7 separate regions of the Mus musculus genome follow, and regions 1, 2, 3, 5, 6 and 7 are each linked to region 4. A link is a contact called in public Hi-C, HiChIP or PLAC-seq, Micro-C, capture Hi-C and promoter capture Hi-C data. All regions are on one chromosome and are shown on one strand. Each heading gives the region's core, a stretch centred on a gene start, on an enhancer-like site or on the middle of the called end of the contact. The rest is flanking DNA. Distances are from core to core; before and after follow the strand shown.

Region 1 (3,045 bases), core at 323-2,822, 860 kb before region 4:
CACCCACATCGAAGGCATGGGTGTTCCCAGCCCAGGAGCCCAGCAGATAAGAAAAATGGGTCTCTCCTCCCTTGCCTGATACAGCAGGAGTCCTGAAAACCCAGCTCAGCTCTTTAACCCAGCCTCAATGTCATCTTCCAGATGCCTGCCTGCCAACTCCAGAAGGCTTCCTCCCAGAGCCCTCCACCCCTGCTAGCTACCCAGCCTCCTCCTCCGTGTCTAACCCTGAGGATCCCCAAGTTCCACCTCATGTCCCTTCCAGCACGTCTGTCTGCTTATCCATGAGTCTGCCTCTACCTTTCTTTCTTTCCTCTTGTGACAAAGTCTAGCTCAGGCTAGCCTGGAACTCATAGCAATCCTCCTGCTTCAGCCACAGCCCCACCCCAGGGTGGGGCTGGGGGTGGGGGTGGAGGAGGAGGAGGGTGTTGGGGGAAGGATTATAGCACTGAGCATCTATTCCTGACTTGGCTTTGCCTTGCCTTGTAAAACCTTTGCTGGGGAGTGTGCCCTGTAGTGGCCTCTCCTTCATTCCTTTCTCCCACTGGCCCCTAGGGACACACAAGGCAGGCCAAGCCTTCTCCAAAGGGTGAACTTGAAGGACTGGTTGCAGGGTCTGAAAGTGGGACTTTGGAAAGCAGAAGGCTGCAGGTGACAGGCTGGAAAGGTTAGCAGTGAAAGGAAACCATGGGAACCAGGTGACCTTAGTTCTGGTCTTTGCTTGGCTCCTCCCTGATAGCTTTTGAGCAACCACTTCTAGTATGTTGAAATAAGAAATGATTTTCAGCTGGGCGTGGTGGCGCACGCCTTTAATCCCAGCTCTTGGAAGGCAGAGGCAGGCGGATTTCTGAGTTCGAGGCCAGTCTAGTCTACAGAGTGAGTTCCAAGACAGCCAGGGCTACACAGAAAAACCCTGTCTCGAAAAAACCAAACCAAACAAAAGCAAACAAACAAAAAACAAAAATGAAGTGCTTTTCAAAAGATGAAGAAGAAAAGCAGTGAACTAAATCCTGCCCACAGCATGGCAGCCTCACACAGCCCTGCACCCCGCAGCCTCCCATAGCCCAGAAGCCCCTAGACAGGGTATGTAGTCTCAGCAAGGGTTCAAATAGGGCAGGAGAAGAGCTTGAATGTAAAATCAAAGTCACATCTCCTTATCAAAGCAAAGTCCTCTCTTGAAATGACAGTTCGGAGCCCGAGGGCTGTCACAGGCCTTGGTGACCTCATCAATGAGGTAAGGTGACATGAAGGATCTGGGGCACAGGATCCTTGAAGCAAGCTGACTTCCCTGTGGTGACCTCAGAATCCTGTTGCTGTCTGGGCCAAGGAAAGAGCTAGGAGCCTTAGAAACATCAGCTGGGACCCACGCGAGGTGAAGGAAGAGGTTTAGCTTACCTCCTGTGCTCAAGTCAACAGGAGCTTCTGCCATGCTCACAGCAGCCTTGGGGCTCCTTTAGGGCAGGGGGTGGCAGTTTCTGGCACTGTGGTCAGGCCTGGGGCTCTGAATCCACAGGCAAGAATGGCTGCTTGGACCTGCAGGCACCAGCTGTTACCATCCCGGAAACAAATACCCATCTGGCTCCATCCCCTCCCCGCCCTCCAGCTTTTCAAAGAAAGAGAAAATGAAACTTTGGTGTGGTTCTCGGAAAGAAAGGGTGTCGAAATCGAAATTGAAATCGGGGTGGGTGAGCAAGCTGGAGTTGGATGACTGTGTGACAGAGAAGAGAGGAGTCTTGGCCTCTGGGGTGGAGACTGGTCTCCCACCGGGAGAGCTCTATCTGAAGAGAACTCTGTGAAAGCCCTGTGAGGAGGAAGATAGATCTAGGAAAAGGCACCTACTGTGCCTCCCCCACATGCCCACAGGCAGGTGTAGTACCATCTACTCACATACCTTCTAGAAAAAGAGCCCCTTTTCTCACTTTCATAAATTCTCAGTGACCCGTGAACAGCTCAGACACTTCTCTGTTCCATATTACGTAAGAGGGGATCGGGGCTCACAGAGATGGCCTTGTGTCCACCACTCAGCTCACAATAATCCCAGAATCTGGGTCCCGGCTACAGGGTGGAGGTGGGGTGAGTGCAGAGGCCATGATCTTGGGACCTCTGTACCTGTCTGGTGTGCAGGTCACTGGTGCACAGGGCAAGACAGCAGCAGTCGTTGGAGACTAGAAGGAGGTGATGTGCCTGGAGGATGTCTGCCAAGCAAGCAGGAGGTGGCAGGTCCCCAGTCAGCTTCACCTTACAGAACCTGAAAGGGTCACCAAGGGACCAAGACCAGGCCAGGTCTACACAGCTTAGGATGGGCCTGTGCATGGGAAAATATTAACATTTCCAAGTGATTTTTTTATGACTTCCAGGGAGGAAAAACAGTGCCTGCAGAGCCAGCCAAGGAAAACAGAAACCGCACTGCCTGTTGCCACCCAAAATAAATAAAGTCGCTTTTAAATGAACTCTCAGCTGGCCCCATTGAGGGACACTGCCCAGGTTCCCTAGAGGCGCCATTTGAAAACTGACCACTAGGTGGCGCATGCTCACCAACCGCCTCTTGCCCAGGGGGTCTTGCTTGGTCCCTAACCAAGGTGGCTCCAGACTTAGCAGGGCTTCAGGACATGCCCTCCTCACTCCTTTCTTCAGCATTTTCCTCTTCCCTTCCCTTCCCTTCCCTTCCCTTCCCTTCCCTTCCCTTCCCTTCCCTTCCCTTCCCTTCCCTTCCTTACATTAGCTGACCTGCCTGGAAGGAGTCAGAGCCTCCTAGGTCAGTGACTCTCAACCATCCTAACTCTGCACGTCGTTGTGATCCCCACCATAGAAATGATTTTCATCAACACTTTGTAACCATAATTTTGCTATTGTTATGAAACATAATGTAAAGATCTGTGCTTTCTAATGGTCTTAGGTAGCCCCTGTGAAAATGCCACTTGACTCCTCCAGAGTACTCTACACATAATAAAGAAATGTTAAAAAACAAAAGATTTATTTATTTATTTCATGTATATGAGTGCTCTATCTGCATGTACCGTGTATACCAGAAGAGGGCATCAGATTCCC
Region 2 (3,107 bases), core at 441-2,940, 820 kb after region 4:
GGAAGCTCACCCGGAGAGAACCAATTCATCACATGAAGTCCCAGGCAGCCCTTGATGGGGTCTGTGGGAGGCATATGCTCATTGGAGCCACTGCCAGTGGGGACGGATAGGGACTTCCTGTGCGCCCTCCCTTCTCTGACCCTTTCTCAGCAGCTGCAAGAGGAGCCACCAAGAAAAGCTTCTGTGGGTTAGTTAACAGCTGCAGGGCTGTCTTTGCCTCATTAGAGCATGCTGGACAAAGCCCACTGGAAGCTTGGAATGCCTACCATGTTGAAAAGCTCTCAGCTGCCATTTTTGTCTTCTCAAGCCCTGGGATGCTGGTCGTGAGCTTCTTGAAGACCAGACATGGTTCATGTTAAGAGAGAATGACTGGTTAGACACTAGGTGATTTAGAAAACCTTTATCCTGGGGGGCCATGCTCTGCCCCCTAAGATCCCAGCATGCCCAGTTCATTTCAGTTGGTGTTCGTTCAGTTAGCACATTTTGCCTAATGATGCTCTTTTTTTTAACTTCCTATTTTTGTATGTTTTGAGTGTGTGTGTGTGGTATGTGTGTGTGTGTGTGTGTCTGTGTGTGCATGTGTGTGTGTCTCTGTGTATATGTGTGTGTATATGTGTGTGTGTGCACGTGTGTGTGTGTGTGTGTGTGTGTGTGTGTGTGTGCGCGTAGGCCAGAGGAGCATGTCCAACATCTTTTGTTACTGCTCTCCTCCTTTTCCCAGTGAAGGCTGGGTCCAGATCATTAACCCGGTGTGTGATCTGGCATAAGGCAAGCAAAGGAGGGTGGTGCTCATGGCTGCCTTGTCCATCTCCTATCCTAGGTCTCCCTCTTCTTCTCCTCCTCCTCTTCCTTCTCCCTCTTGTGCATAAATAACTGTGAGAAGAAAACACTTCTCTTCAACCCTGTATCCCCTGCCTGACTTATGGCCTTCAACATTGCTGGCTCAGCTGAAGCTATAAAGAGACCCCAACCTTGGCCTCCTCTGCACATTACAGTATAAAACAGACACCCTAAACCCAGTTTTCCCACTCATTGAGTTCTTCCCTTCCTTAAAAATGATGGAAAGGGTCCTTCTTGGGTCATAAAAAATATGGCTCAAAACCCCAGAACATCTGGCCAGAGCTCATTGTTGAGCAGGACCTTTCCCAAGGACTTGCTGGCTGCCAGACACCTCCAAGGGAGCCTGGAGGCCCGAGGGCCCTGCAGCAGGGCCAGAAGGAACCGGAAATGCCTTACAGACATGTGTTCTCCTGAACACCAGAGGGATCCGCTGAAATTTAGGATCACAAAGTCCCCAAATGACGCAAGGGTACTATCATGCAGTCCCAGGTCCTTTTGGGGACACTGGGACCTCATGCAAGTGTCCAGTTTCTATAAGGCCCTACAGCATAGGGACAGAATGTCCACACCACACAGTAGAGTATGTAAGAGGAAAGGTATGTAGCCCATAGAGCAGAGGGCCAGGCTTTGATACGTGGTAATACTCTCTGACACATTGCAACAGACTGGACACACAGTGACAATCAACAAACAGTGTCCCAGCTCTGACAGGTCCTGCTCTTTGCTCCAGCCACAGGGTTTGAAAAGACTTCCTCTGCAGAAAAGGGGGACCAGCCAAAGAACTCTGGAAGATTCTCTGTGCATGGAAACTTCTAGGCTCTGCAAAGGGAAGGTATTTCATTTGTGAGGCAATAGCACCCTCTGGGGCCAGACAGAAGCATTACCTCTGGAATATTCTCTGGGTCTTCAGAGCTCCTGAACCTAATATAAATCTAATACAAGTAATATTAAATATAATAAAGTGACTGGCCCTATAAATAATATTATATTAAGTATAATATAGTGAGTGACCATACCTTGAGCAGGGCTGTTTGAAGACGTCAACGCAGCCAAAGGACCCTTGTTTGTGTTTTGTGGTTCTGGTCCCTCCATTTCTGGCCCCAGCTGCCACTCCTTGGGAATTTTGGATGGTGGGGTTTAGAAGTGTCACAATGGAGGTTGACCCCTGACCTCCTCTTGGACTTTGATCTGAGGAATCCCTTCCTGCAAAGTGAGGTTACTGACATATCTGTAAACTTAGTTTTGTGCTCAGTGGCCACCTGCACTTCCGGGGGCTGCGGCTGGACCTTAGCGTTGTTACCTCATCTCCTTGGACGTTTGGGTGATGTTTGTTTTGGACAACTCCAACACGTTGGGCTCTCCTGGAATTTGGTTCTTCACTGGTTCCTGAGGAGTCGAGGTTGAATAACTGAAAACAGCAGCTAACTGTCTCATCCTGAGGCCAGCAGGGCTTTCCAGAGAGCCCTTTGTCACTGGAGAGGTCACTGGAATGGACATTGGAATTCTGGGGCTCATAGGAGGTGCAGTGGTCGTGTGAGAGTTAGTTGAGTGCAGAATCGATGCTCAGACTAGTGCAGCGTCAACAAGCCCACTGCCGGGATCTACTTCCAGCACACTTCCTCTGATGTGACCTAAGCATTATTCATTGGACCCCACAGCATTTCCCTCTCCACACTGCCATTCCTCAGAGAAGGCACTGGCCCGCCATCGCGGTCCCACCCCACCATAGCAATGCAAGCACTAAACACTGCCCTTCCGGGTCAGCAGCAGGGGTCAGGCCTCCAGAGCCTGTACCCCTTGTTCCTGTGTCGCCTCGAAAGTCACAGGGTGAGGGTGCTAGTGCTCTGTAGCCTTTCTCTGCTGCTCCGGGGTTGCTCCCAGGCCTCAGACACCTCCTCAAGGATCCAGGTGACAGCCTTGCGCCTACCTGCTTTCTGCGCTCCGTGATGGCTGTCAGAGAACGCCTGCGTTAATTAGATCTCCGATTAGATGGCACATTAAGTAATTATCCCAGGGTAGATCCCAAGTGAAGTCTATTTAAAGTGGGTGCCTGAACTCGTGAATGAAAACAGGGGTGAGTCACGCTCTGTTACACCACGCAGAACCCGAAAGGCAGCGCAGCAGCAACAGGAGTAACTGCGGGCGGTTCTGCCTCTCCCTTTCCTCGCTCAGCAACGCCCCAAGCACTCTTGGCCTAAAATCTGGTACCCAGACTGCTTGTGGCTGGGGAGTGGTGTGCCATCCTTCCTCGACTTCATGCAAGGAAG
Region 3 (3,370 bases), core at 440-2,939, 770 kb after region 4:
CTCTTTGTCTTTGTCTCTGCCAGTCTCTGTGTCTCTGTATGTCTGTCTCTCTCTTTCTGTCTTTGTCTCTGCCTATTTCTGTGTCTCTGTCTTTTTTTCCACTGTCCCTCACTCTTTGTTTCCCCCGCTCCTAATTCTTACAGGCATCAACAAGTCAGCCTCCCCATCTCAGACTTGCCAGTGGACAAGCCTTGCTCCTGTCTCTACAGCAGTGGTTTTCAATTCGTGGGTCACAACATATCATAGATTTACACTACAATTCATAACAGTAGTAAAAATCACAGTTACGAAGTAGCAACAAAAATAATCTTATGGTTGGCAATCACCACAACAGGAGGAACTGCGTTAAAGGGTGGCAGCATTAGCAAGGTTGAGAGCCACTGCTCTGCAGGATAGACCCCTGAAATCAGTTGTTGTTTTGGGTCCCCTTAGCGACGGGGCTGGCTTTGGTCTCCGTCCTCTCTCCTCGGAGGGTGACCCAGCACCATCTCACTCAGCTGTGCCGGGCTAGAGACCCTCTGACCCGAGTTGTTTGTGTCTCCAGAGCACAGGAAAACTATATGTACTTCAGTCCTCAGAAGAGTTGGTCTCAAAAACACAAGCCAGCACGTACACTCAGAAAGAGGCTTCCTCTTTACCCAGGTACAGACAGGAGCCTCAGTCTGTAAAGCCACAGGTCTTTCCTGTGTCCGGAGTCAGGACATAGGCCACTCGCCCCCACACTCAGAAGATGTGTGTTGTAAGTGTTTAGGGGGAAAGGGTATGCTTGAGTCTGCCTTCCTGATATCCCATTACTGTTCAGCCAAGGTGAAAAAAATAAAGTAAATACACACACACACACACACACACACACACACACACACGGTCATAGCAGAGAGGCAGGAATATTACTTAATGGCCCTCCACCCCCTGTGAGCCCCCTATCAAGCCCTGGAAGTGCTTCTCTGTTATAGAAAATTAGTGTGTGTGTGTGTGTGTGTGTGTGTGTGTGTGTGTGAGTGTGGTGTGTATGTGTGTATGTGAGAGTGTATGTATGTGTGTATTTGTGTGTGTGGTGTGTGAATGTGAGAGTGTGTGTGCATGTGTATGTGTGTTCAAGATGACAGTTCTTCCTGTCTTCGACAGGACACTTGAGTCAGGTCAGATGACAGATGAGCAGACACACTCATGAGCATGCCCAAGTCTCTCGGCTTCATTGCCCAAAAGGCCACATCTCAGCTCATGGAAAATTTTATGTTTGCAACTGAAAAGCAACCTGTCTCTCAGGGACGTCTGTTGAGGTCCTGTCAACATTCTCCCCACACCAGAGAAAAGCCTGATCACCCCCTACCCCACCGCCCCTCATGGCAGTGTGTGTGTATGTATGTCAAGAGACTGTGTGTGTGTGTGTGTGTATGTGTGTATGTGTGTGTGTATGTATGTCAAGAGACTGTGTGAGTGTGTGTGTGTGTGTGTGTGTATGTATGTCAAGAGACTCTGTGTGTGTGTGTGTGTGTTTTGCTCATGGACACAAGCAGAAACTATCCATTTGTCTCTGTCCTCTCACACGCATGAGACGTGTTTTTCCAGGGTGAAAACCACCCACACTCACAAACTATCTATCTCTCTAACCCAGCACACTTAACAGCCAACATCTGTCTCTGGAGTTGCTGGATCTATCCAGGCAGAAAATGGCCCCACAGTCTGAACATGTCTGAAGCCCTCTGTCGTGAGGCAGAATAAACCACTGGCACACACGGAGGCCGTCAGCCTGCCAGGCTTACAGCAAGAACAGCATGCTTGTGTGTGTCTCCCCCCACCTTCCCCCCCTGTGCTCACAGATATGCACCATGCACATTCACAAACGCTCAGAGAGAAATGTCCCCCTGCCCACCAAGTGTGGCCAATTAAAAATGGAGCCTCTTTTAATTCTCAGCTCCTAAGAATCTCTGGGAGTGTTTGCAGAAACGACCTCTCCCTCCTGAACGGCTTTGGCTGGAGCCCTTCCTTGCTGGGAGAAGCAGGCCACCCTCACACAGAGCAGGGCTTTCCAGAGGCAGTCCCCACCTCCCTCCCTTCCCACACCTGGCAACTGTGTGTGTGCGCGCGCGCGCGTGTGTGTGTGTGTGTGTGTGTGTGTGTGTGTGTGTGCATGCAGGTGGAGGATTGTTCCTTGGTGGTCTTGCTCGTTTGCAAACCAAACACCGTTTTTTTCCTAGGCAGAAAATCTTTACTGTCTCTAGGTCTCTCTGTGTCTTCATCTCTCTGTCTCTCACACACTCAAGGAAGTAAAGCTTCTTGTGAGACAGGCAGGGGTAGCGGGGTGATGGGGCTCAGGGTTTTGCATCACGGAAGAATGTGTGTCTCCATGCAAAAATATTTCCCTTTGTCTTTCATAAAAGCCCCTCTCTGGAGGTTGGCCATGGGGCAAAAATCTCTCTCTCTCTCTCTCTCTCTCTCTCTCTCTCTCTCTCTCTCACACACACACACACACACACACACACACACACACACTCACATACACAAATGACAGGGAAGGGAGGGAGAATTGTGCCTGAGCTTGTGGTTGTGATTTAAAAAAAAAAAAAAAAAACAAAAAAAAAAACAAAAAACTCTATGCTGAGCTTACTCCCTGAATATAGAAAATACATTATTTTTCAAGAAAGGAAAAATACCCAACATACATGTGAGCACACACAAGGCAGACATGTAATCGATCTCTGATTGTGCCACCTGGAGAACAAACAGAGATTGTGTCTTGTATCTCGGCTTGCAGAGATTTAAAAGATATTCATCTCAGGCCCCAAAACAAAAATTCCCATTTTCACTCAGAAATTCACTTTTTAAAAATCACCATGCAGAACAGACCGCCCCTCCCCTTGAGAAAAAAGAAAGCCTGTTTTCCCACACCCCCCTCCACAGTTGAGGAGTGTGCACCAGGGAGCGCGTACCCACACCGCCATGTGTCAGACCCCCTCTTCCTGCAGGCAGAAAAACAAGCACTCTTGTCCGTATAGGAAAATCTGCACAGAGCCCAGGCAGATGCAGTACACACGGCCTCAACCTATTCACACACATGTCTGCACCTGGGGAGTCAGTCTGTGCCCTCATTGTTGTGTAGACCCCACTAGAAGAACTGTACTTTGTAATTCCCAGCACACAGACACACAGTGTCTTCCCAGGCAGAACAGATTTTGTGGTTGTTGTCTTTTTTTTTTTAACCTACCTCAGAAAAATCTCCCTCTAAAGCTTTCATCACTGGGACAAAATACCTCCCCTTTCCCCAAATAACACACATGAGCTGTGAGCACACAAATCTGGTATATGTGCTCATGTGTGTTTTTAACCAAAACATATCATTCCGAATCTGTCTCCCACTAGCTGAAAAAAT
Region 4 (3,555 bases), core at 732-3,231:
TGCGGGGGGAGTGGGCGCCCCTGTCTTTAAGGAGCTCGGCATCGGAATCATCTCTTCTCTATCAGCTCGCACCGCTGCTCTCCGGGCCTCGATTCCTCCATGCATTCATTGTGTTATGTGTCTCAAAGATACTTTTCATACGGATACTGTTGCACACAAGCACAGGAGCACCCGCTCTTAAAAGCAAAAGCACCCGGGGCTCAAGAGCCTGACCCTACGCGCGGCTCCCACGCCTGCCTCCTGGCACCCGGGAGAGGCAGGGGACCCTCAAGTCAGGCCAAACTGTTCCCAATCTGATCCCAAAGCTGAGAGCAAGATTGAGGGCAAGACACCCCATAAAGTCGCTCTGCAGATATTGGTCTGTCATCCAGGCTTGCCGGTGACCCCAGCCTCCGGAGCTGCTGTTCACTGAGTGCGGCAGCTGCAGCCCTGGGGGGCCCTGGGAGACGCCCCCACCCCCCAAGCCAGGGTAGCAACGAGTGGGATGCATGGTTCCAGAGACTGGGAGGCGACCAGAAACCCCAGCTCGAGGAAACGTGGGCATAACCTCAACACAAAGTACTTTTTGGGGGAGTGGGGCTGAGGGGTTGTCTCTAAGTTTAGGAACCTTTCCCACTTGGGCACAACATTGTAGTGCCCAAGTGTAGATGCCTGACCACTCTTTATTGCCCACAGTAAGGCCAGCAAGGCCTAGCGCCCAAGCTTTTTTTATTATTATTTTTTTCTTTTTTCCCTGGCCTGGTTGTTTTTCGGATACTTTTTTTTTTCTCACAGTTTAAAGAAAAAAAATAAAAAAATAAAAAGGTAAGGCCATCTCAGCAGCGCCAGGCGCCTGCAGTGGAGCGTGCCTGGCCTGCAGAGGCAGACTTCTTCCACTTTTCCTCCGCCCCCGCGCAGGACTAGGCTCTGCAAGAGCCACGTTTCCACATTTCTGCCTGCCTGACAATCCTACTAGAAGTTTACAATTGCCTGGACCCCAGTGGTGGTCTTCGGCTCCAGGGCCAAGGTTTTGAAGCCGTTTTTTGGGGCCAGGACGCCTGCCCCAGAGTCTGTACACTCTTAGGAAAAGGGGAAGAAGGCGCCCCGGGAACTGTCCCAGAGAGGGCGGAGCACTCCCATCCCGGGGCAGGGCAATAAGGGAGCTCCCGCTCCCGGAACGTTGCAAGCAATCTCATGAATGTCGCAGGGGGGCACCCGCGAGGAACGGACAGGAAGAGGGCCGGGGGAATGCTAGAGCCCGGGACCACTGCACGGAAGCGGCCTTGGGCAGGGTTGCAGCCTGATCCCGGGATGGAGGGTGCCGGTGAAGAGGAGTGAGGAGGCTGGGGGAGGCAGGCCGTGAGGTCCTCGTGGAGGCCCGCAGCCTCCTGGCAGTGGAGAAGCAGGCCGCACAGGAAAGAGAGGGGTCAGGTCGGGCTGAGCCTCAGTAGGCTCAGGCGACTATATGGGAGCTGTAGACGCTCCTTTGTCGTTGTGGGCTCGGCCTGTTTGGAGCAGGCCTTTTGTGAGGAGAGTTAACCCAAACTCGGAGTTAGAGCCACATGCCGGGCACGCAGGCGCTCTGAGTTAGGGTTAGGGCGCCAGCACCTTTGGGGAGGTCTTAGGAAGTGAGTGGGTAGGGGTCTCTCCCATCCCCGAGCCGGATTGGCGCGTCAGGCGCTTGTGGATCCGAGCTGGGATTGGGGAGGGGTCTCCAGGACGTTTGATTTCGACGCTAGGATTGGGGGGATTCGAGTGCTTTGAGATCCGAGCCAGCCTTGGGGTAGGGGGAGTCAGGCAGTTGGAAAAGGCGAGGTGGTTATTTGGGGAGGGGTCTCCGCGCTTAGGCGGATTGCAAAATCGCGCCGTGAAAAGCCTAAGGCTTTGTCAAGAGAGATTTCTGTGCAAGAGTGGAATCAGCTAGGCCAGACCAAGAGAGAAAGTGAACAAATCAGGACTACAAGGGGGGGTGGGAGACCCTGAGAGGGGGGGTCACAAAGGGGGAGACAATGGCCACCAGGCGTTTAACCGACGCTTTCTTGTTGTTGCGGAATAATTCCATCCAAACCCGGCAGCTGTTAGCCGAGCAAGTGAGTAGTCACACCACCTCCAGCCCTCTGCATTCACGTAGCATTGCTGCGGTGAGTCTTCCTGGCGGCCTCTCCAGACACACACACCGTGTGCACTGCGGCTCTGCCTGTCTGTCTGTCTCTTGTCTGTCTCTCTGTCTAAAAAGAAAAAAAAAAAAGAAAAAAAGAACAACAACAATAACAAGGCGACGACGACTAGGAGTGTGATACAGAAGGAAGTGGAGCACGGCCATGGCTTATGGGGCACTTGCAACCCCCAATGGGGACCACAGTATCAACCCCTGCCCTGCCTTCTCACTTCCTGGGCCTCCTGGTCCTCCTCCCCCACCATCCGTCGGGCAGCCTCGATTTACATATGTTTTAACACGAGGACTTGGAACCTAGGCCTTTCTCCAACCTTCTTTTTGTTTTGTTCTGTTCTGTTTGGCACTCCCCCCCCCCCCCCCTGCAATGGCCTCACTTTGGTTCTGTGGGCCAGGTGGGTGGTTAGCTGACTCAAATCCTTGCAGACCCCCCCCCCCCAGGAAGGAGTGTGTGTGTGTGTGTGTGTGTGTGTGTGTGTGTGTGTGGTCTGCTCAGCTCAGCTCATTTTCTTTCCCACTATTTTTCTTCCAATGGCCCTAGTTCTCGGTGTGGCCATGTACACTAGGAGTAATTGCTTTGCTGCCCCCCCCCCCCGCCCTCCCCCCTCCGAGGACTCATGTTGGTGAGATTGCAAGGTGCTAGGCGCTTCATTTTCCATTTCCCACACAGGAAATTAAGCTTCTCCATTCGAACTTTTTTTTAAAAAAACAAAACAAAACAAAAAAAGGAACCAACATGATGCGGATGTGAAAATTAATCCCCCAAAATAGCACATGGCTTTTGATTTTATTGACCAGAACTTCACTTCGCCTAGCAGTGTAGGGTTTTGTTATTGTTGTTGTTCTTTTTCAAAGCAATGTTCCAGTATGATTGCTGTATTTGGTTTGTTTTTGATGGAGGCTTTGGCTTCCAGAGCCTCAGTTTCCTGCTCTCTCAGATAGGGGGCGGGTCTGAATGGTGCAGCCAGATGAATATTGTTAGCTTTGTAATAATACCTTTAATTGAAAAGGGAAGGTTTGAATGGAAGCAGCCTTGAAACATGGGGGAATGCACGGTCACCCCACGACCTTAGGGGCTGCATTTGAAACATAGTTCGTGAAACGCTGCAGCTTTCCCGCCTTTTAAACAGTTGCCTTTTAATTTTTTCCTTTTATCATTTATGGAAGTGCTAATGAAAAACTAAGCTGTGTATCGTGATTGTCACTGTCTTGCCAGGACAGTTGTCCCTGTTTAGGTCACGGTGGAAAATATGTTTGACCATATTATTCACAGAAAAGGGATTTTTTATTCTGTGCAAGCAGTTTTAAGGATAAAAGGATGCAGGATGTTAACTTCGGTCCCAAGGCATAGAAAACTAGCTCGGAGTGTGTTGGGGCTTTTGTTTACATTTACATTTGAAGGA
Region 5 (3,255 bases), core at 122-2,621, 810 kb after region 4:
GGAGAACGTGGCCCAGCTGTCATGGAAATAGACTGTTTTAGTTGCTTGGTGGGCTGAGCAGAACTGACAGGTCCTTTGGCTGCCATCTTGTCTCTCATGAGGAGCTCTGCCCAGAACCGAGATTGACCCTGGGGATCACATACAAGTTCCTTACTAGGAAGATCATACCAAGAAACACCAGAACAGGATGGCGAATGAGACAAGGAAGGCAAGATGACAATGAACTGTGTCCCTACCAAGCAAGGGACCCATGTGTGCTCGTGGAGCATCCCTACCAAACTGGGGAAGGACGGCAGGCTGTTTCCTCCCTGTCTGCTCATCAGCAAAGAAAACCCAGTGTAGACTCCTGGGACACACACACACACACACACACACACACACACACACGCTGTCATTCATGGTCAGTGTTCCTTGGCATGTGGCAGCAAGAATGGAGAGGGGACACGATTTCCGTCTCACTCGGTACAAAGGAGAAAACGGATTTCAGCAAACAGACAGACAAATATGACCTACTCTGTGTTGTTCTTCTGAGCTGGTCACTCAAAACCAGACATGGCTTCCTTTCAAAAGTATCGAAGCCCCTTTTGCTCCTTCCTTTCTTCTTTTCTTGATTTCCTGCCTCCCCCTTCCTTTCCCTTCCTCCTTCCATCTCCCTTCCTCTTCCCACTCATCCTCCCTTCCTCTCTCCCTCCCCCCTCTTCTTCACAGCCCTATCTTACAGGCTTTGTGCTGCTTGCCTGCAGCAGGACACCAGCAGACTCCATGACGTTAAGCTACTAAGGAGTTTTTAAAATACGTAATTTATTTTTAAACAGGGAAAAATTTATATTTACTTCCAAGTTCTGGTCTGGGGTACTCTTTCTGGAACACAGAAGCATATTTACAAGTGGGAATTATTTGCCCACTGTTGCTGTCCACGTGCAGGTATGTGTGTGTGTGTCTGGTGGGGATGACACGTCACTCCTGGGAACCCAGGACATGAGAGGAAAACCAGAGGGGCGATTGCCTTTGCCTTTCAAGGGACCTTCTGCGGTATGAACACAAACACAGCCGATCCATCTTCCCTCCAACTTTAATCATGGTTTGGTGAAAGCCCCAGGGACTCATTCCCTTGCCTAACCTTCAAGCCAGATTTACAAGTCAAGGAACGTTAAAGTGAATTAATTCCCTTCTTAAATACAAGCACGGGAGAGCACATAAAAGGGAAGAGAGGGCTCTTACTGAAAAGGTTACCAGCGAAGGGCTCTGAATTATTCTTTCCTTTGCTCACCTCCGACGTATTTGAAGCCATATGCACCAAGCCATTTACATAGTTTCTATGGAGAGCCCCTCCCTCCGCCTCTCTCGAAGCTCTGATCCACACACAGCCTTGACAGGGAGGTACATTATTCTTCATCATCTTCAAGGGTAGAGCAGGGCAGAGCCTCTGCCTCTCCATTCTGGAATGGGCTTTTAATTGCCTTCCTGTTCCAGATGATTTTTCTGCCGTTAGTTCCGGCGTCTGAGAAGGTAAATGTTTGTGCGCCATGCGCAGTCGGCTGTGCATTTTCTTTGTGGACCCCTTTCGTCAGTAGCTCGCTCCAGCAGAGCCATCCCAGCAGAGCTTCTCCTCAGCCTTTCCTATTGCCTGTCAACCAGCCTGGGTTGGAATACATCGATTTCAAGGGAGGTCTGCAGGGAAGGAAGGGGAGATAAAATGCCCACCCTGCTCCTTTCAAACAGTAGACTTGAAAACAACAGGGCAGAAAAACATTAGGGAGAGAGAGCAGGAGACCCCATTACCGAACCTTTTCCACATCAGACTGTGGTTTTTAAGTTCTGCCTACAGATACATGCTGGAAAAGCAAGACCTGGGCTGAAGAAGTCAGGCCAGCCTGCAGCCCATGCTGCTTTGGAATGAAAGCGCCAGTTACAGACAGAGAGAAGGAGAGGCCCCTGGAGCCATAGTTTATCCAACGTATTGGATCCAGATTTCAGAAACCACAAAAATGTCTTCCCAGAGAGCAAAGATGGGACACTTACTTTAGAGCTCCCAAAGTGGAAAGAAACTTACAGTGAAGACAGTCCTGTGAAACTTAGACAAAGCTAACCCCAGGACAGAGGGCAGCTTCAGGCTGGGCCTGGTTAGGAAAGATGACTAGTACCTATGTCCAAGGGAAGCAGGGGCCTCTGGAATGAAGTTGTTTATCTACCCAGGAGTAAGAGATTCAGAAATTGGAACCAACTCTTTGAGCAGAACAAGAGTGCTTTTAAAAATCTGATCCTGATCATTACACATGCCCAGCTAACTCATCCATCCTGCGAGGCCCTGGCTGGGGACTATCTGGAGCTATTTGAGTTCGTCCTAGATGAACAAATGAAGGCTTTCATCTTTTCAGAGCTCAGGGGCAATGGTAGGACACCAGCAGAGATACATAAGGCCCAGAGAGGATCTCCTAGTCTCTGCCTAGAAGTAACCGGTAATTCATTTGCTTCCTGCTAGAAGGAAGAAAATGACTCCTACATGTAATGGTTGGTTTGCTCAACTTGGCACAATGTAGAGTTACCTAAGAAGGGACCTCAATGAGGAGTCGTCTAGACCAAGTTACTTGTGGACATGTCTGGACACTTGCCTTGTATTAATTGTGGTGGGGAGATGCACACACAGTGGGTGCCTCCATTCCCTAGGAAGAGGATTGATAAGTGTGTAAGAGTGAGAGAAAGTGAGTCAAACAGAAATAGATATGTATTAACTCTCTCTCTCTGCTCTTGACTACGGCTGTGACATTAGTTGCTTCAAGTTCCTGCCTCTCTCTCTCTCTCTCTCTCTCTCTCTCTCTCTCTCTCTCTGTGTGTGTGTGTGTGTGTGTTTCTCTCTGTGTGTCTTTCTCTATCTCTCTGTCTCTCTGTGTGTCTGTCTGTCTGTCTCTCTCTGTCTCTGTCTCTGTCTCCCTCTTTCTCTCTCTCTCACTCACTAACTTGTACACCTAAGCCCAGGAGCCAGAATATTCGTCAATGAACCCAGTCACTGTTGTTGGGTCCATTGCAGACTCCTGGGCCTCAAAGTTACAGGAGATCTGGTGACAGAGCAGAGACTAGAGTCTGGGGACATGGCTCAGGTAGTGCAGTGCCTGTAGAACAAGCATGGAGACATGAATTAAGGTTCCCAGCACCCAGATAAAAAGTCTGGTGTGGCAGTGTGAGCCTGGAACCCTAGCACCTGGAAGGCAGGGCCAGGGCATGAGGGCAAGTGATTCTGAGGACCTGCTAGCCAGT
Region 6 (3,254 bases), core at 316-2,815, 900 kb before region 4:
TAAATCTAAATGAGATGCTGGGAGGTGGGTTATGAGGAACTTCTGGGTACAGCCTAGAGTCCAAGCCCCTCCTAGCTCCTACCCAAATCTCTATGAGCCAAGGGGCCTCTGTTCATGTCTTCACCAATTGCAGGTGCTGGCTGTTTTAATGGCTTGTGGTCAGATGGTATCTTGAGGGAGAATTGCGTACTCTGCAGAACTCATACAGCCTCCTGAGCCCCCAAGCTGATCAGAATGAGCTCCACAGGGCTGCAGTGGGGCCTGAGACTATGAAGGCTGAGACTCAGACAGACCCTCTCCAAGCTTCCTGTGCCTGTCACTACATTGGGGTGCAATCCCTCTTCCCACCAGCCAAAGGACTGTGTGACCAGCACTGTCTGCCTCTCTGTTGTCATCTTAGGCTGCTGTCCTCAGGGCCTTTGCACTGGCTATTCCTATTGCCTGGACTTCATCTGAATGCAGATGTCTGCCCCTTGACTTTGGTGGCAGCCAACCTACATGGGTCAGGTGCTGGGAGCATTGCCATGGCAATCCCTTCATGACTCTCAAGCATGGCCATCAAGAAACAGACTCAACAAAGTATGGCACTTGCTCCAGGGCACAGCTGGGGACAGGGAAGAGGCCTGTCTCAGAGGAAGACTGTGGACCTATGCCCCCTTTGGAGTGGCCCAGAGTCTGCCCAGGGAGGAAGCTTCTGCTCTGGGTCAAGGGGATGTGAGATGCAATGTTCACACCTGAGGAACTGCATTCTTCCAGCTGAGCAAAAGGGAAGTGCTGGGCCCACTCACTTCCCTGTTTGTAGTGCTTCTTTCCCAACGCTGGGCTCCTTGCAAACCATGGCACAAGCCAGCTTAGAGTGGTAGCTCACAGTGGGCCTTGCCCCAGTGAGGAAAGAATCAAATGAGCATCACCATGGCAACCAGCTGTCAACCTAGGGGCTTAGCAACCAAGGTCAGGGCCCCTTCCCCACGGGGCTGCCTTCTCTCCCCCAAGCCAAGGAAGCTAATATCTCCATGGAAGGGTAGAGGCTGTTGCCAGAGACTCTTGTGGGCCCTGACAGTCGTTCTGATTTCTCTTGCAAACACTGAAGGCATAAACCCCCTAAACACCCCCTCTAAAGCTGTTTCCCCCTCACCCCCCCCCCCTCAAGAGGTAAAAGTTTCTTGTTCTAAACTTCAGAAGAGCCTTAGCAACCTGGGCACGTCCTGGGCAGACAAGTGCGTCATGGAAAACTTGGAGCTTGCTGATTGGCTGGTCTCTGCTGCAGCGATGCGAGTCCCTGAACACTCAGGAAAACAACATAATGTATTCCTGTCTGCAGCTCCGAGCAGAAGCTCATTTCGTGTCTTGTGTTTCCATTTCCCGAGGATTAATAAGTGTGGAGGGGACGCGGGCTTCGTGCCGAATATTTATTTAGTCAATATACACATCAATTTAGCAAATTAGAGATTGCAAGCCATTTCTGAGCACGGCTGTAAAAATAATAGCTGTGCTTTAACTGGTAATGGATTCGGGGGAGGATGGCCGCTACGTGCTTGGCACTGAATAAGGACACAGAAGTTTAGTTTGTCGAACTTCACAAAAAGCCTGAGTCACTGTGGGTGTTTGTGAAGGAGAAGATAGCTAGATTCCGGAGACAAAGCCAAGGAATGGGCTCAGGGTCTCTGAGGAGACCAGCAGGGTCCTGACACCCAGTGGGAGGGGACAAAGAGGGTCTTAAGATACCATAGGAGGGGACAAGGAGGCTCCTGAGCCACAGTAGGAGGGAAGAGGAGGGTTCTTAGAAAGAATGGGAGGGAGCAAGGAGGGTCCTGGGGCATAGTGGGAGGGGAGAGGAGGTTCCTGGGAGGGGACAGGAGGGTCCTGAGATACAGTGGGAGGAGAGAGGAGGTTCCTGGGAGGGGACAGGAGGGTCCTGAGATACAGTGGGAGGGTAGGGAAGGGTCCTAGGATACAGTGGGAGGAGACAAAGATGGTTCTGAGACCCAGTGGGAGGAGCGAGGAGAGTCTACGCCGCCCCCATAGCTGTGTGGGCAGGCTTTGGAGATTCTGGCTCTGTTAGATGTGGTGGTTTGTTCTCTAAGATAAGGCATTCACAGCCGCCTCCCCCTCCCCCCCGCAGCTGTGACAATCCCAAAATGCCCCCAGACCTAGGCTCCGTTGGAGTCTCTCTCAGTTGGGGTGTATGAAGGAGGGGAGAGTCTCCGGGCTGTATGTTTTGTTTATGGAGGCCCCACCTGCGAGCTAGATCTGCAACCTGCAGAACATCTTACAGTGCAGTCAATGCTCCTTGGTCATAGGTGGGAACCTGGAGGCTCAGAGCACCCTACTGAGCTAGGGACTGTGAGCTTCCCCCTCCCTGGTCCCTGGGAGGATCTTCTCCTCCTGTCCTCTCAAGTGTCCCTTCCTCTGAGCCCCCTTCCCCTGGCCTGGGCTGGTCACCTTCATGATCCATGTTCCTTCATCCCTTCTGAGTTCTCCACAGGCCTTGCTTGGCCTGACCCAGACTGCATTCTTGTCTATTGAAGAAGAACCTACCCAGCCCCTGCCTCTGCACTGATGAACCAAAGACTTCCAAACTGGTCCTGGTCAGTCAGCAAGCAGCAGGCAGAGATGCCAGCTGCCCACACTATGTATCAGGCCCATATCTTTTGGGGGGGGGGGTAGAATCCTTACTCTTTAACTTCTAAGCACATGAACTTGTGCCCAAGTGGTGACCAGCAAGGCAAAAGTGGAGGAGTCATGTGTGTTATTTTCCAGAAAAATTTCTTCCACATCTACTTCTCTTTCCTGGCACCTGGGAAGGGGACTTGATGGCTGGAGCACCAGCAGCAACATTGGATTATGAAGTAGAAATATTGTATTAAGTATAGAGGAGCTTAAGGGAGAGGGGATCTGGTCTTTAGTGATTTTTAGGTGTCTTGCAGAGTCTGAGCTTCCTTCCTCTGGGATTTTATTATTCAGAGGTGAAATAGATTATTTGGTTTAAGCTACTTAGGATGGTTAGTTTTAGCCATCAACTTGGCACAACCTGGGAAGTCTTCATAAAAGATTATCTAGATAAGGTTGAGAATGTATGTAGGGGAATTGCCTTGATTGCTAACTGATGCAGGAAAACACATCCCACTGTGGGTGGCACCATCCCCTAGGCTGGTGTCCTGAGCTTTGTGACAATGGAGAAATCTAGCAGAGAACAAGCAAGAGAGGAAGCATAAAGTCATTTCTCCTGCTCCTAATGATGGGTGTGGTGTGCT
Region 7 (3,281 bases), core at 574-3,073, 800 kb before region 4:
AATTCCAGACTGGGAGACAGTGAGTCAAATTCGGCACAAGGGCCCCACCACCCAAACCTACTTCCTCTGCTCAGGTGGGGCCCGGTCGTGGGCTATTTTTTACCCTTGATGCTTTACTGTACATGCGGGGTGCTGGGGCGGGGGTGCAAACTGTGGCAGCTGCCTGCAGAAAGCAGCTTATGAGTCACCTAGCGACTGCCCAGGTCTGTGGCAGTTGCCCCTGGGCTCCACAGAGGACCGCTGTCTGGGTTAGGGGGAGGCTGTGTACCCTTTTGCCCTAAGTGCTTTGGGGTAAGATAGAGAAACTAAACAGAAAGGCAAAAGGTACCCCCTCCTCCCCAAAAATGTGGGTTAGGGGAGGAGCGCAGATTAGAGGCAGATGGTAGGGAATGAGGTTTCAATTCTCCACCCAACCCAACAGCCACCTGGGTGGGCCACACAAGGAAGTAGATGTTCGCTGATCTCAACTTCTGGAGGTGCAGGATGGGGTTCAAACGGGGCACTCACCACCCTGAGTCTACCACCTCCAAGGAGGTCTCAACACAAACAGCCCCAAAACTTTGACTCATTTGTAACCACCGTCCCAGCCAGAGTGAGCCAAGCAGTCCAGACAGAGGCTATTTATAGGAGTCCGGGACAGACATTCACAATGACACACACTGGGGATCCGCGGTGGGCTAGACGCGCCAGCGCTGAGCCCTGGATTCAGACACCTGAACACAAACGGTCCTTAAATCTGGCTGGATCCAGATCATATCCCCAACCCCCGCCACGAGCACACAGCAAATCAGTCACACTGAGATGCAGGAACACTCGGACACGCACTCGGCCGGCACAGACCGCGACTCTGAACCACAGACACCAAAAGACGCGCGGAGACTCAGACAGACAGACTAGCGCACTCTACATACGCACGGAAACCCGGGACGCATCGCCATGGCCACTCCAGACACACGCCAGGAGCCCCAGACACCTCCCGGGCCAGACAGTGTCTCCCCCGCCCGCTCCCCCGCCCAAAGTTGATAAAGAGCCTAATTGCTCCATCGCCGCGGCCCCTAGGGAAAACGGAATGGAAACTTCCCCGACCCGGCTCCCCTGGCCCTCCCAAGAGGCGCGACGTCCCCGCCGAGCCCCGGGTCCGAGTCGGGCCGGGCGGGGCGCGCGCGGCGGGGACCGTGCCAGGCTCGCAGCGCCGCGGGACAAAGCCGGGCCGGCCGCCAGCTGCCGCGAGCCTCCGGGAGGGCGCGCCCCGGGCGCGGCGAGCGCAACCGGGGAGCCTGGGCGAGGCAGGCGCGCGGCCCCCGAGTCCCCACGCGATCCCGATGTCCCGGGCCGGGGATCCCACGGGGCTGTCCCGGGGGGAACAGGGCACACTCACTGATCTCCATGCTGGGGAACAAAGAGCGCTGGCAGTTGCACGCGCAGGAGACATTGGGCTGCCCGGCGGCGGCGGCGGCGGTGCCGTTGACCCCCATCAAGCGGTCACGGGCGGCGCGGGGCGCGAGGCGCGGGGCGCGGGGGCGGCTCCGGCCGGCGCGCGGGGCTCGGGCCCCGCATACAGCGAGCAGCGCGGCGCGGGCTCGGGGCGCCGCCGAGGTCCCCGAGGCGAGCTGGGTCCCCCGGCCGCCGAGCGGGAGCCCCGGGGCGGCGGGCCGTGGCCGCGGGCGGCGTGCGGGGCACGGGCGGGCGGCCGGGGCACGGGGCCGCCGGGCTCAGCCTGCGCGCCGGCCGATCCGCAGCTGAGCGCCGCCGCCCGCTCCTCATTCAAGTCCAAGGAGATCGGGTTGCGCCGCGCGCCCGCGGTCGGAGGCAGGCAGACGGTCTGACGTCAGCGCTAGACGGGGCTGCCGGTTCCCACCGCGCGGGGGCCGCGGAGGGGGCGCGCGCTGCGCCAATCCCCGCCGACGGCCCCCGCACCCTCCTCGGCCCGGGGGGCGGGCCCGTCGCTCGCGGGGCGGGCTCTTAAAGGGCCCGAGCCTAGCGTCCATGTAGACCGGTCGCCGGCGCTGCGTAGACCCAGCGCCCTCGAGACTCCGCAGGCCCGGTCCGCGGGAGCCCCCGTGCCTGCGGCGGTCACAACACAGAACAAGAATCAAGACGAAAAGTTAAGGTGTTCTCCTCTCCAACTCCTGCCCCTGGGGCCCTCCACCCAGGCTTTTGGGGGCACCCGAAGACTATAAGGTTTCTGGGGCGCCTTGGAAGAGTTTAATGCATGGAGATCAGAGCATGGAGGGTCTGGAGTAAAGACCCATCCATAGCTGTATTTCTCAGGAGACTGAGAATTAGTCTGAGCCCCTCCGCAACCCCCAACCCCGCGCGGCTCTTTAACTGGGCCTTTTGGATAGACTGGAATTTCTGTAGACACGCCCCGAGAAGCGCCCCCTGGTCCTTGCCTTGTAAATTAGTGCCCGGGACTGGGGGTGAGAGTGTGTGTGTGTGTGTGTGTGTGTGTGTGTGTTACTATTATGGGACACCCAAGCAGTTACACACCCTCACCCTCTATCTGCCGCCCCAAGGGCCACCGACTGGGTTGTGTGGCTCAGAGTGTAAAAGGGGGTCAAGGGAGGGTGCTTTTTGTTCATTAAGTTTTAATTAATTACTGGAGAGCTATGGGAACCCGTGCTCTGGCTTCAAAGATATTAAACTGTTACATAAGAGGCCTCCCATCCCTAGCGCAAAGCCAGCCTCAAATATGAAGTACGCCTCCTTGACCCATTCCTAAACTTTCAGTCGCCTGGCGTGCCTACTGTGTGCCAGAAGCACACCAGATAGTAATGTCTCCCATAGCAACTTGGGGAGACAAATTATTATTTGGCTTCATTTTACAGCCAGAGAAAGTGTTCGGTTCAGCTAAGCACAGCGGTGAAGGCTCAGGAAGACGGAGCCTAAGTTCTGCACAGCCTGATGGAGTACCTGTCCCTGCCCACGAGGGATCCAAGGACTTTAAGGGGCTGTGTCCCTTGTCATTAAAGAAGGGGAAAGCTTTCACAGGTTTTTGTTATTTATTTTTAATAGACTGGTGAATAGGTGAAGCTGAGAGAATAGTTTTCAGAGCAGCCCAGGAAGTGGGTTCCTCTGCCTAACCTTCCGTGACCTTCCTGGAGGAGCCACCGCGGAGCCCAGTGTCCTCCCAGAGGGAGGTTCCAAGGTGCTTAGTCCATTTGTTTGAAATAGCAGCTCAATCTTGCTTTTTGTTTTTAATATTTATTTTTTTATATATGTATGAATGCTTTGCCTGTGCGTGTCTATGCGACGTGTGTGTCCTTTATGTCAAAGGCCAG

The links. Promoter capture Hi-C pulls out the DNA fragments that hold promoters and counts their contacts. Hi-C and Micro-C count contacts between places; a contact is called where the count stands out from the background. HiChIP or PLAC-seq counts read pairs in DNA pulled down with a chosen protein or histone mark. Capture Hi-C pulls out chosen DNA fragments and counts their contacts.
Region 1: a contact with region 4 is called in a capture Hi-C map of macrophages, with 3 times the contacts expected there. The contact joins the promoter of Zbp1 here to the promoter of Stx16 in region 4. A contact is called at or near these places in 6 of 39 promoter capture datasets (the HPC-7 cell line, cranial neural crest, frontonasal cranial neural crest and 3 more), 7 of 115 datasets of contacts at active chromatin or transcription factors (astrocytes, bone marrow-derived macrophages, effector CD8 T cells and 4 more) and 2 of 9 other capture datasets (liver and macrophages).
Region 2: a Hi-C map of uterus shows a contact between it and region 4. The contact joins the enhancer-like site here to the promoter of Stx16 in region 4. A contact is called at or near these places in 2 of 39 promoter capture datasets (embryonic stem cells and neural stem cells), 2 of 484 Hi-C or Micro-C datasets (gonadal supporting cells and uterus) and 9 of 115 datasets of contacts at active chromatin or transcription factors (astrocytes, embryonic forebrain, embryonic stem cells and 4 more).
Region 3: a contact with region 4 is called in a Micro-C map of palatal mesenchyme, with 5 times the contacts expected there. The contact joins the enhancer-like site here to the promoter of Stx16 in region 4. A contact is called at or near these places in 6 of 39 promoter capture datasets (the C10 cell line, cranial neural crest, embryonic stem cells and 2 more), 12 of 484 Hi-C or Micro-C datasets (the G1E-ER4 cell line, the HPC-7 cell line, cerebellum and 8 more) and 10 of 115 datasets of contacts at active chromatin or transcription factors (astrocytes, bone marrow-derived macrophages, craniofacial prominence and 5 more).
Region 5: a contact with region 4 is called in an H3K4me3 HiChIP or PLAC-seq map of craniofacial prominence, with 3 times the contacts expected there. The contact joins the enhancer-like site here to the promoter of Stx16 in region 4. A contact is called at or near these places in 6 of 39 promoter capture datasets (the C10 cell line, cranial neural crest, embryonic stem cells and 3 more), 3 of 484 Hi-C or Micro-C datasets (the C10 cell line, the HPC-7 cell line and gonadal supporting cells) and 8 of 115 datasets of contacts at active chromatin or transcription factors (astrocytes, craniofacial prominence, embryonic forebrain and 5 more).
Region 6: a Hi-C map of uterus shows a contact between it and region 4. The contact joins the enhancer-like site here to the promoter of Stx16 in region 4. A contact is called at or near these places in 2 of 39 promoter capture datasets (cranial neural crest and embryonic stem cells), 2 of 484 Hi-C or Micro-C datasets (both in uterus) and 7 of 115 datasets of contacts at active chromatin or transcription factors (T-cell acute lymphoblastic leukemia, astrocytes, bone marrow-derived macrophages and 4 more).
Region 7: a promoter capture Hi-C map of 3T3-L1-derived adipocytes shows a contact between it and region 4, with 4 times the contacts expected there. The contact joins the promoter of Pmepa1 here to the promoter of Stx16 in region 4. A contact is called at or near these places in 10 of 39 promoter capture datasets (the 3T3-L1 cell line, 3T3-L1-derived adipocytes, cranial neural crest and 5 more), 2 of 484 Hi-C or Micro-C datasets (B cells and embryonic stem cells) and 2 of 115 datasets of contacts at active chromatin or transcription factors (memory CD8 T cells and pancreatic cancer cells).

Annotation. Positions count from the first base shown.
Region 1 is chr2:173,217,350-173,220,394 of GRCm38.p6, forward strand. Zbp1 (Z-DNA binding protein 1) reads right to left here and starts at 1,573. Exons shown (of 8, transcript NM_021394.2): 1 at 1,393-1,573. The coding sequence starts at 1,426.
Region 2 is chr2:174,899,136-174,902,242 of GRCm38.p6, forward strand. No RefSeq gene overlaps it. Among named protein-coding and RNA genes, the nearest start is that of Gm40017, 18 kb to the right of the region's middle. Within about 2 kb of position 1,691, at least 21 of the 459 cell types and tissues checked have an H3K27ac peak or open chromatin away from gene starts, as enhancers often do. A contact at or near this core is called in uterus, where this site is marked.
Region 3 is chr2:174,847,437-174,850,806 of GRCm38.p6, forward strand. The region is part of intron 1 of LOC115489499 (a long non-coding RNA gene); the gene reads right to left. Among named protein-coding and RNA genes, the nearest start is that of Gm14616, 6.8 kb to the right of the region's middle. Within about 2 kb of position 1,690, at least 23 of the 459 cell types and tissues checked have an H3K27ac peak or open chromatin away from gene starts, as enhancers often do. A contact at or near this core is called in the HPC-7 cell line, muscle stem cells and palatal mesenchyme, where this site is marked.
Region 4 is chr2:174,075,070-174,078,624 of GRCm38.p6, forward strand. Stx16 (syntaxin 16) reads left to right here and starts at 1,982. Exons shown (of 9, transcript NM_172675.4): 1 at 1,982-2,120. The coding sequence starts at 1,989.
Region 5 is chr2:174,883,085-174,886,339 of GRCm38.p6, forward strand. The region is part of intron 2 of Gm30537 (a long non-coding RNA gene); the gene reads left to right. Among named protein-coding and RNA genes, the nearest start is that of Gm30537, 4.4 kb to the left of the region's middle. Within about 2 kb of position 1,372, at least 19 of the 459 cell types and tissues checked have an H3K27ac peak or open chromatin away from gene starts, as enhancers often do. A contact at or near this core is called in craniofacial prominence, where this site is marked.
Region 6 is chr2:173,172,361-173,175,614 of GRCm38.p6, forward strand. No RefSeq gene overlaps it. Among named protein-coding and RNA genes, the nearest start is that of Pck1, 21 kb to the left of the region's middle. Within about 2 kb of position 1,566, at least 188 of the 459 cell types and tissues checked have an H3K27ac peak or open chromatin away from gene starts, as enhancers often do. A contact at or near this core is called in T-cell acute lymphoblastic leukemia, astrocytes, embryonic forebrain and 1 more, where this site is marked.
Region 7 is chr2:173,274,710-173,277,990 of GRCm38.p6, forward strand. It overlaps Pmepa1 (prostate transmembrane protein, androgen induced 1), which reads right to left and starts at 1,824. Exons shown (of 4, transcript NM_022995.3): 1 at 1,379-1,824. The coding sequence starts at 1,475.